Regions from separate parts of the Mus musculus genome. Here all the other regions are linked to region 2. A link is a contact called in public promoter capture Hi-C data. All regions are on one chromosome and are shown on one strand. Each heading gives the region's core, a stretch centred on a gene start, on an enhancer-like site or on the middle of the called end of the contact. The rest is flanking DNA. Distances are from core to core; before and after follow the strand shown.

Region 1 (3,366 bases), core at 752-3,251, about 42 Mb after region 2:
CAAAACAGAATGTGTCTCAGAAGCATATCTGCATACAGCCCATTAACTCTGGCAATATTACTGTATTACATGGCTTCATTTCTGAGCCGTTCCAGGTCTTCAGAAACTTCAAATGGCATTACAGTAACTACATGCAGCCCTGAAAATATCTTATTCCTTCCCACTTTGTTATGCTGAATGATCTTAAGTGAATACAGTCATTATCATCTATCTAGAGCACTCAAACTCAGTGAACAATCCATCAAAATTTTCCATAAGGAACTTTCATGCAGTACTAGCATTAAAACAAAACAAAACAAAACAAAACAAAAACCCAAACTCTTCAAATCAACAGGATATTGTTAGTTACTATTATGAGACACCAGTATCCCAAAGCCTATATTGCCTAACAAAATGAGCACTTCTGGGATCCTGACTGTCCTCAAATGCCTTCTAATATCCACTTAGTTATGGATAATAACCATATGGAAGGCATTTTTGGTCAACTTTATGACTAACAAAAATAAGCAAGGTCACCACTCTTAATAAAAGCTTCTGTCTGGGCCTTATGAAATGGACAACAGCAAGTGGCCAAGTAAAACTCGTTTTTTTCCGTTGTGTGACCCACTTCAGTGCCTGCAGCCTACAGGCACGGAGGCTGGGCAATGGTTAGGAGCCACAATTTGCTCTAGCATGGGACACTATGAGAGGCCCACGGGGAAGAGCCTGCCATAAATCCAAATCCATGCATGGTTAAACATGTTAAGCCTTAATTTAACGAGACTTTTGGCAATGTCAACTTCCGTTAGCTGCCTAAACCTCTCCTAAGTTAAGACTAGAGAAGAGAGCCAGCCAACTCGTTGTATATCATTTACAACTGATGAATGGGCTTTGGCAGTAACTTTGTAATTTTAGGTCTTAAGTATTTTCCAGGCAACCTTCCGGTTTAAACACGAAAAGCTTTGAGATACTGTTTTGCCTTTCTGTAGCTTTGCCTAAATAATATAATAGATAAGATCTGAAAGAAAAATGTTACTAACACATTTTGGTATGGGAAGTAGCTAAATCGTGTCAGACAATTAGCACAAGAAGGTAACTCTGGAAGATATAAGCCAATTAAAACAGAAAAGAATTCCAATCAGTCAAAGTCTGCCCGATCTTAGGTTTGAATAAAACAAACCACTACATTCTTTGTCCTCTCCCAGACATTCCTGACAGGCTCTGCCCCCCACACTTTTTCCAGTTATTGAGGATTCTGAGTAGGGTTTCCGGGACAGCCGGGAACCCGTTTTCCCCTAAACCACTAAGTCATTCAAGGAGTTCTAATTCCAAGTCACAGCTGGTGGGTATTCATTAGCAGTGACTCCCAGACTAAATTTGGTCTACCAACTTCCACTCCGGGTCATCGCCTCTGCTCTGTACACGTAGTGAAACTAAAGAAAGCAGCAGGAAACTAACTGCAGGACCGCTGCTCGCGGCCGCGCTCCCCTGCACCTGCCGCGGGCTTGCCCTCCATCATCACCCGGGCAAGTGGAGCGCTGAGTCCGGCTGACGCGAAGAGGGCTCCCATGGGGGGATCCGAGGGCTTGCAGCCGAGGTCCAGGAGCAGCTGCCTTCAGGGCGGCGGCTCGCAAGGTCACCGGTCCCGGGCCACGTGTCCCCTGCCGGCGGCCGCAGTCCGGGCCTCGCGACACGTGGCCGCACATCCCTCCCGCGTCCCGCTCACCTCACAGCACGGTGGCCCGGCTGGCCTGACCCATGGAGGCGCCGCCGCCAAACCCCGAGGAGCGCCCGTCCGTCCGTCCGTCCGCCCGCCGCCGCCGCCCCGTCAGCCGCCTCGTCGAGCCCGCCGCAGACGCCGACCGGAGGTGGCGCCGAGCTGCTGGCTGAGGGCGGCCGGCGGTGGCGGCTGCAGGGACTGACAAAGCCCGACGGTGCGACGCGCCGCTACTTATACGCCGAGCACGTCGTCATGGAGACGCACCAGCTCAAACCAGCCGCGATCGGTTCCGGCCGGGAGGCGCGGGGGAGGGGCGGGGACTCCGTGGCGGCCAACCCGGGTCCCGGCGCCGGAGGCGGGGGACGCGGGCCGGGCGCGTCAGTGGGGCGGGGCGCAGCGCGTGCCCACCCACCCGCCCATACGCCCCGCGCTCCCCGCCGGGCCTCGTGTCGGACACGCCCTGCGGCAGGCCTGCGCACGCGCACCACATCACCAGTCCTGGCTGCCAGCATGCCGCAGGGCCCTATGGGCAGCGGGCGGGAGTCGGCTGGTGCATGCGCACATGTACCTGGTCGCCAGTCTCTCGCCCCCTACCTCTCCGCCTAGGCACACAATCTCTTCCCCCTCTCCAGGTCCTAACGGCTGAACCCAGACCTGGAAGACTAGCAAAATTCTTCCTCGGCTTTCCATTCAGGGGGTGGTATTCCCTAGCGGGGCAGGCGTATCGCAGATGCAAGCGGAGGATGGATGGGCCGTGAGCTGTGCGCCGGCCACATAGACTAGACTTGGTGGCGCAGACTGACCCTGCATCACGACCCTGTATGCCTAAGCCTGAAAGCTTGCTGAGAGACAAGCCCGCGGAGGCTGACCCGGCCACTCCGTGTTATGTTGGTGGCTTCCAACTAGATGTTAGGCATCAGTTGCATGCTAAGTACGCCTTCTATCTAAGCAAGGGTCGTATTGAAAGGCGTGTTAGGGACAAGGTAAGAGGTGGTGGACAGCCACCAGCTGTCTCTCTTATTCTGTCTTTCAGGGTAGCTACAACTTTGAGAAGCCTGAATGCGAACAGAGTCTGGGCAGTAAATTTGTATCCACCAAAGTTACATTGTTAAAGAACAAGTGGGACTGACTTACATATTCAGTATTGGAAAAACACACGAACACTACAATTTGTTACTATGTATACTATGTATACGATGTTAATGGTTTGTTAATTCTCAGTTAAAACCCCTCTCCCAGCCCAGACGTTGAGATACCATAGCAGTACCAAAAAACTAACTTGAATCACAGCAAAGGAAAAAACTTGAAGCTTTTCAAGGGCCTGAGCAGGGCCAGATGACCCACACCTTTAATCCCAGTACTCAGGCAGAGGCAGGCTTTTGTTTATTTGTTTTTTGTTTGGTTTGGGTGGTTTGTTTTTGAGACCTGGCCTCTCAGTTTAGCCCTGGCTTTAGTGGAACTCTACCTGCCTCTGCCTCAAGAATGCTGGGATTAAAGGTATGTTCCTTCTCTGACCAGCTAAATCTCTTAAGTTTGAGACCAGTATAGTCTACAAAGAGTTCCAGACCAACCACGGCTACATAGTGAGACCCTATCACAAAACAAAGTCAAACAAACAAACCCCACTGGCTTTTCTCCAGAGGTCCCTAGAGAAAATCCACAACCCA
Region 2 (3,224 bases), core at 88-2,587:
CGAGAAACATTAGCAGAAACTGGTATTTCTAGTCGACTAGAGAATTTAGTTGATTTCATAAAGAAGAAAAACACAAGTGAAGCAAACTTAAGCAAACAATTACATGAACAACACCCTACCACCAATTACATTCTTAGATGTCAAAAGCCTTAACAGAACTTAAAAACAGTTAAGTTTATATGAAACTGTCCCCCCCCCACCCCCACCCCCCAGTCAGGGTTTCTCTGTATAGCCCTGGCTGTCCTGGAACTCACTTTGTAACTTTGTAGACCAGGCTGGCCTTGAATTCAGAAATCCGCCTGCCTCTGCCTCCCAAGTGTAGTGCATATGAAACTGTTCTAATATTCTCCAACCTCTACTTTTGCAATACATTTATTAGAAACAAGGCAGTTATCATCTCCTTACCTTAGCAATAAGCTACCTCGTCCTCTACCTCCACCAGGACCAGAAAGGGCCAGCAATCTGGCTTGGATGGGCCTAAAAAAGAATTATAATCAGTGTAAAAGTCCTATGCAGACACATGAGAGGGCTTCATATACTTCCACACACTAAGGTACACACTACGTAGAAATGAACACAAATAATTCTAAAATGACCGTTTCAGATCCACTTCTTCGAAACCAAACATTAAAATCCTCTTTCTTGCTTCCCCAAGACCACCGTTACGAAAATATATGTATCTCGAGACTGCTACATATTAATAAGTCTGGGTCAGGTCCTATCTGCCAACCTCAAGGGAAGGACACCCAAGCCAGCAGGGAGAGGCAGCCACTGCTTCCCCCGGGGGTCTCCGACTTGACAAGGGTTCGGAGCCGCAGGGGTGGAAAGGGGCTTTGTACTGCAGTTCCGGGCCTGCAGCGCCAAGGGCGGGAAGCCGTGGTCTCGGCCTTCCCGGGGGCGCGGAAACCACGCCGGGCAGCCGGGCGGGCCTTCCTTCCATTCGCAAGCACTCGCACCCAGTGCCCTAGGCGCAGGCATGGCGTCTCCCCGCCTAGCCGAGCAGAGGGCTCGCCCGCCGCCCGGGAAACGGGCCCCTTGACCCCAGTCGGCCCACAAGCGGCCGGTTGCCCTCTGTCCCGGGTGCGCCCGGCCCCGAGGCCCCGGACCTCGCCAACCTCTGGGGTTCCGTCCGATCCGTACCTCACATCATTCGGGTCCCGCCCGGTGAGCTTGCGGATATTCTCGTCCACATTCTTGAGGCTCTCTTTGGCCTTCTCTAGCTGCTCCTGCAAAGCTCTCACGGCGACCGCCATCTTCTCTCTGCAGCAGGCTTCGCGACCGCTCTCCAGGCCGCGCAGCGCCGCACCGCGCCCGCCGCTCCACGCGGAAGGACTGACAGCCGGCCCCAGCCAATGATCGCGGGCTTCTTCTCGGGCCTGGACCACCCGAGGACCGGAAGGGGAAGAAGCTTGTCGATCCGTGATTCTGGACCAATGAGAAGCCGGCAAGTCACTCAGCTCCTCCCCTCGCCGCCTGCCGTGGTTGCGCTCCGCTGCTTGCGCAGAGCGGGGAGGGATTACGTCGGTGTGATAGATCCAATCTCGGGGGTCTGCAAAGGCATCCTCTTAAACTTGACATGTCGCTGACTTCATAGTGCGCCTAAACTCTTCCCATGGGACGGAAGAGGCTATACATCCTTTTTTTCCTTCCCCAAGAGGTTTAATCAGAAAAGGGCATGGCAAATAATGGCTGTTGCGCATGCCCAGAGTGCAGGGAGGCGCAGGCTGTCTTCCATTAGTGAACTGAACCACCAGGAGTCTTCATCCTAACAGCTAATAGTTATTGTGGACACTGAGAATCGCTTTGCGTGCCTTAGTCGTTAAAAACTAGAAACTTGAATGAGATGGTGCTTAATGATAAGGAAATTGAGGCTGCGGACCTAGGTCCAACAGGTCGTCAGATCTCGATGAAGAGGCAATTTATATTCTGATCCTGAGCAAAGTTGTTTCCAGCAGGGCCTAATGCCTGCGGGTATAATAGAGGGTCTGGAGAAGTTGCCAGTGGTTTCCTGTGTGTATTTTCTGGATTCCACTTTGCCCTACCCACAATGCCAATATGGACGCTGGTTTTGTACTTGACATAGAGGTACACGTTTTAGTTCGGAAAAATGTTACACAAATGCAAAGGTCAAATCCTTACAAGTTTTCTCCCTGAAAAGGAACAAGAATTTTTGTTTTGTTTTTAGTAACAGTAACTTGGTCTTATCCTGTATGCTATTTGTGTGGAGGCTCATAACTGGATAGGTGAGGAAGAATTTCATTATCTTATCAATGTTAACAGCACCTGTTATCTACAAAACGAATACCATGACAGCCAAGGATACACAGAAAAACCCAGTCTTGAATAAAACCAAAACCAAAAAGAAGAAGGGGGGAAGGGGAGGAGGAGAAGGAGGAGAAGGAGGAGGAGGAGGAGGAGGAGGAGGAGGAGAAGAAGAAGAAGAAATAGAAGAAGAAGAAGAAGAAGAAGAAGAAGAAGAAGAAGAAGAAGAAGAAGAAGAAGAAGAAGAGAAAAGTCAGGTGGTAACATGCCTTTTAATCCCAGCACATGACAGGTTGAGGCAGGTGGATTAGCCTGGTTTACAGAGCTAGTTCCAGGACAGCCAGAGAATCCTGTCTGGAAATACTTACTCCCCCTCAGAGAGAAGGGTGGGGAGGGGGAGAGGGAGAGAGAGAAAGGGAGAAAAGGAGAGGGTGACAGGAAATATCTTTGAAGAAGCTTGAAGGTGTATAGCATATTAGCAGGAAGCAATATAGAAAACCAAGATTTTTTCTTTGGTAAAAAGCAATTAAGTCTAAAAATTATTTAATTCTAATTGTAAACAAGGTTTCACTGAGTTATCTATACATAAAAGATAGGATCTTTTAAATTTTACTATTATTTTGCATGTATGGGTATTTTGCCCTCATGTTTATCTGTGCAACTACATGCATGTATGCATGATGCCCTTAGAGACCAGAAGTGGGGGGTGGGATCACTGGAACTGGAGTTACAGACAAGGTTAATGTTGATGCTGGGAACTGAACCCAGGTGTCCCCTCCCATCTATTTATATATTTATAATACATATCACACACACACACACACACACACACACACACTCAGGAATAAAATAAATGTTTGGCATTGGAGAGATGACCCAGTGGTTAATCTAACTGGCTGTTTTCCAAGAGGGCCTGAGTGTGGTTCCTATCGCCCTCAGGGCAGCTTACAACCACCGATAGC
Region 3 (2,936 bases), core at 148-2,647, about 34 Mb after region 2:
TTCCCCGCAAGCAAGCCTTTGGGTCCTGAGGCCGATAGAGATGGCGGTTCCGGTTCCGTGGTGAGAGTCTCTGGTGTACTGCTGAGCTATTATTAATAGTCTAATAGCCACTTCCAGAAGACTCTGACAGCAGTTGGCTCGCTCAACAGTCGTAATGCTAGTTTTTCAAGCTTCCCTTCTCCCATCCCATCCAACATTGGTACAAGCATCAGAAAATAAATATTTTCCAAGTGGCTTTATGTCTGCAATTACCCTGAAGGCATTTTATATTTCCAAAGTATGCCTAAGGCCAAGAGGCTGGCACTGGGACTTTTGCCTAGTCAGTAAGTAGAGAAATAAACACATGAACAATTGCAGCCCACTTCTTCAAGAAGAGCAAGTTGTTGCTCCGGCCCTGAAGGTTCATGGGTGTTTTCAAATGAGCCTCAGACCTTCAAGAGTTATAGGTCAGGATTCTAAAAGGAAAGCCGAGCACTACCTGAACTTCATTTTCTACAAGACAAGATTAATCTCTTACTGATTCCACACTCAGCTAACCTTCATCAGAAAACAAGCATGAGAAAAATCCACCCTTAACAAGTTAACTATGAAACCAATTCTTCACTCCAGATTTACTGAGCCGAGATAAGACAGACTTGATCTTTCAGAACATCTTCATATTTATAGAAAAGTTGCGAGTAAAATCGAGAACTGCCCCCACACAAGTCCTGCCAACGTCTGATCACATCTTACATCATCACTGAACATTTCTCGCTGCTTTCTTATGTCCCAAACTCTAAAAAGCAATCCCGATTCGACAGTGGTCTCTAACTTTATCACCCTGCGTGCAGTTTCTTCCTCTTGATATTCCCAAACGGCAAAAATAGTCTTCTGTAATTACCATCGGTGATGCAAGGGCCCAAGAACACCCACAGCAGATTTCTCACACAGCAGCCGGAGTGAAGAAAACGCGCGGGCAGCGGACACTTCAACCTTCCCCTAGATCTCTCGCTCCGGCAGCTCCGCAGGTGACAGGAGGCTGCCCAGGGTCCACCCGTCCCCACCGGTCCATGAGCGCGGGGCCCGGGAGCCCGGGAGCCCTTAGACGACAGGCCGAGTGTCCCCCCCCACCCCCTAGCCTCGCCCCACCCAGCCTGTCCTCCCAGCTCCCGGAACCCGCGCCGTCGCCGCGGCAGGTGCGGTGGCCCCCGGGCCCTGGCCGGACTCGCGCCCGCGCCTCACTCACTTGTCGTACTCCTGTGTCATCGCGCTCGCTCGCCGCTGCCGGGCCGCAGAACTGGACTTTCGGGTTGGGACAGTACACCCGATCCGGGGGGAGGAGGCGGCGGCGGGCGGCGCGCGGCGGCAGGCGGTGGGTCCGGAGCGGCGGCCCCGACGGGTTGGGTTCGCTTTTCTCGCTCTGAGCCGGCTCGGCGCGGGCTGCGCGCACTGGGCGCTGGGCTCGGCCTCCCATTGGCTGGCGGAGCTCCGGCCCAAGGCGGAGCTTCTGGAACTGGGAGGAGGGAGCTCCTCCTGATTGGTGAGATGGAGCTCTGGGGAGGAGCCTGGGGGCGGACCGGAGGGCGGGGGCCACGCGGTGCTCGGCGGTGCTCAGCGGCGCTGGGGAGCTTGCGCGCGGCTGGCCCCGGTGGCGCCGGCCGGTAGTGCCGCCGGCGCCGAGAGGCTTCGGCGCACACCCGCGTGGGCGCGTTTCACCTTCCAGTTCTCTCTCGCGGTCAGTTCTCCGGCCCCAAGGCCTCTGCCTGGGAAATACCTAGGGAATTTCTTTGCAGCTGTGCAGGTTTGGAGGTTTCCTTCTGGTTCATCTCTCAGTGCCCACCATGTGACAGTCGCCAATCTGCACAGCCTCTTAATAACCCACGTTTCCCCGGCCAGCGGTCCCTGTTTATTGGGCACCTATCAAGTGTCAAAAGCATCACTCTAAGACACCTTCCCAAGCCCCAGAGGTCCCCACCAGCCTCCTGAGGGCATCTGAACTTGCTTGGCTCTTCATCTGCCCAGCGCTATATTTGGACTTTAGCATCCTCAACCCCTACCTACTACCTGTGTGGTCTTTCTGTTTGGCCAGCTCCAGATTGGCTTCCACTTTTTCCTCCCATATCCTAACCCCTTTTTAAACCATTTTCCTATGGGTCGGTTTCTTTAACCTCAGCCTCAGGCCTACAACAGTAGAGACAGGGACCTAGACAGAGAGGACAAGGCAGAGACAGAGCAGGCAAATTTTCCTGCCTCCTAGAGCGTCCTACTTTGAGAGTCACGGTGACTCCTTTGGTGTGCGGAGAGAGATGGCACTCTTTGCAGGTGGATGGGGAAAGTAGAGTGGAGCTCTCTGGGTTTAAAGATGTAGATGGCGAGGGGGTGGGCATAAGGGTGAAGGCACAGCTATAGACCGTGATAGAGGAGACACGAGTGTGTCCACTGAGGAGCTAGGAAAGCAGTGTGGCCAGAGAGTAACTGGGCACTGGTGCAAACTGTAGAGCCCCGCGGGTTTCTGTAAGGCCTTAAGTGAGGAAGCTTTGAAGGACTTGCGGTAGGGCATAGACAGACTTCACTCGTGTTTTCAAATAATCTGGTCACTGAATGGTAGGGAATCAGCAGGAGGCAATTTCAAAAGAGACAAGCAAAAGATAAATAGTAGCCAGAAGCATGACCCGGGGTGATGGGACACTGAGAAGGGTTTGAATTCTAGATGCCTCTGTGTTCAAACGAACAGGATTCTCTGAGACCCAAAGGGCAGGTTAGAGAGCACCTCTGACAGATGGTGTGCAGACAATCCCAGGACTCAGGAGTTGAGGCAGGAGGCTCTCCAGTTCCAGGCCAGGCCCAAAGTGAAACTTTGACAACAGCAACCAAAGTCATTCTTGTTCAGAACGACCAGAGGTTTCAGCTGAGCAGCTGGATAGAGTGACTGCTGCCTCTGAGATGGCGAGGGACAG

What was found. Promoter capture Hi-C pulls out the DNA fragments that hold promoters and counts their contacts.
Region 1: a contact with region 2 is called in a promoter capture Hi-C map of pre-B cells. The contact joins the promoter of Odc1 here to the promoter of Pnn in region 2. A contact is called at or near these places in 3 of 39 promoter capture datasets (cranial neural crest, frontonasal cranial neural crest and pre-B cells).
Region 3: a promoter capture Hi-C map of pre-B cells shows a contact between it and region 2. The contact joins the promoter of Grhl1 here to the promoter of Pnn in region 2. A contact is called at or near these places in 3 of 39 promoter capture datasets (the HPC-7 cell line, cranial neural crest and pre-B cells).

Annotation. Positions count from the first base shown.
Region 1 is chr12:17,543,508-17,546,873 of GRCm38.p6, reverse strand. Odc1 (ornithine decarboxylase, structural 1) reads right to left here and starts at 2,001. Exons shown (of 12, transcript NM_013614.2): 1 at 1,706-2,001. Gm22748 (a small nucleolar RNA gene) reads right to left here and starts at 728; the gene lies at 593-728.
Region 2 is chr12:59,065,032-59,068,255 of GRCm38.p6, reverse strand. It overlaps Pnn (pinin), which reads right to left and starts at 1,337. Exons shown (of 9, transcript NM_008891.2): 1 at 1,141-1,337; 2 at 406-477. The coding sequence starts at 1,253.
Region 3 is chr12:24,570,748-24,573,683 of GRCm38.p6, reverse strand. Grhl1 (grainyhead like transcription factor 1) reads right to left here and starts at 1,397. Exons shown (of 16, transcript NM_001161406.1): 1 at 1,226-1,397. The coding sequence starts at 1,245.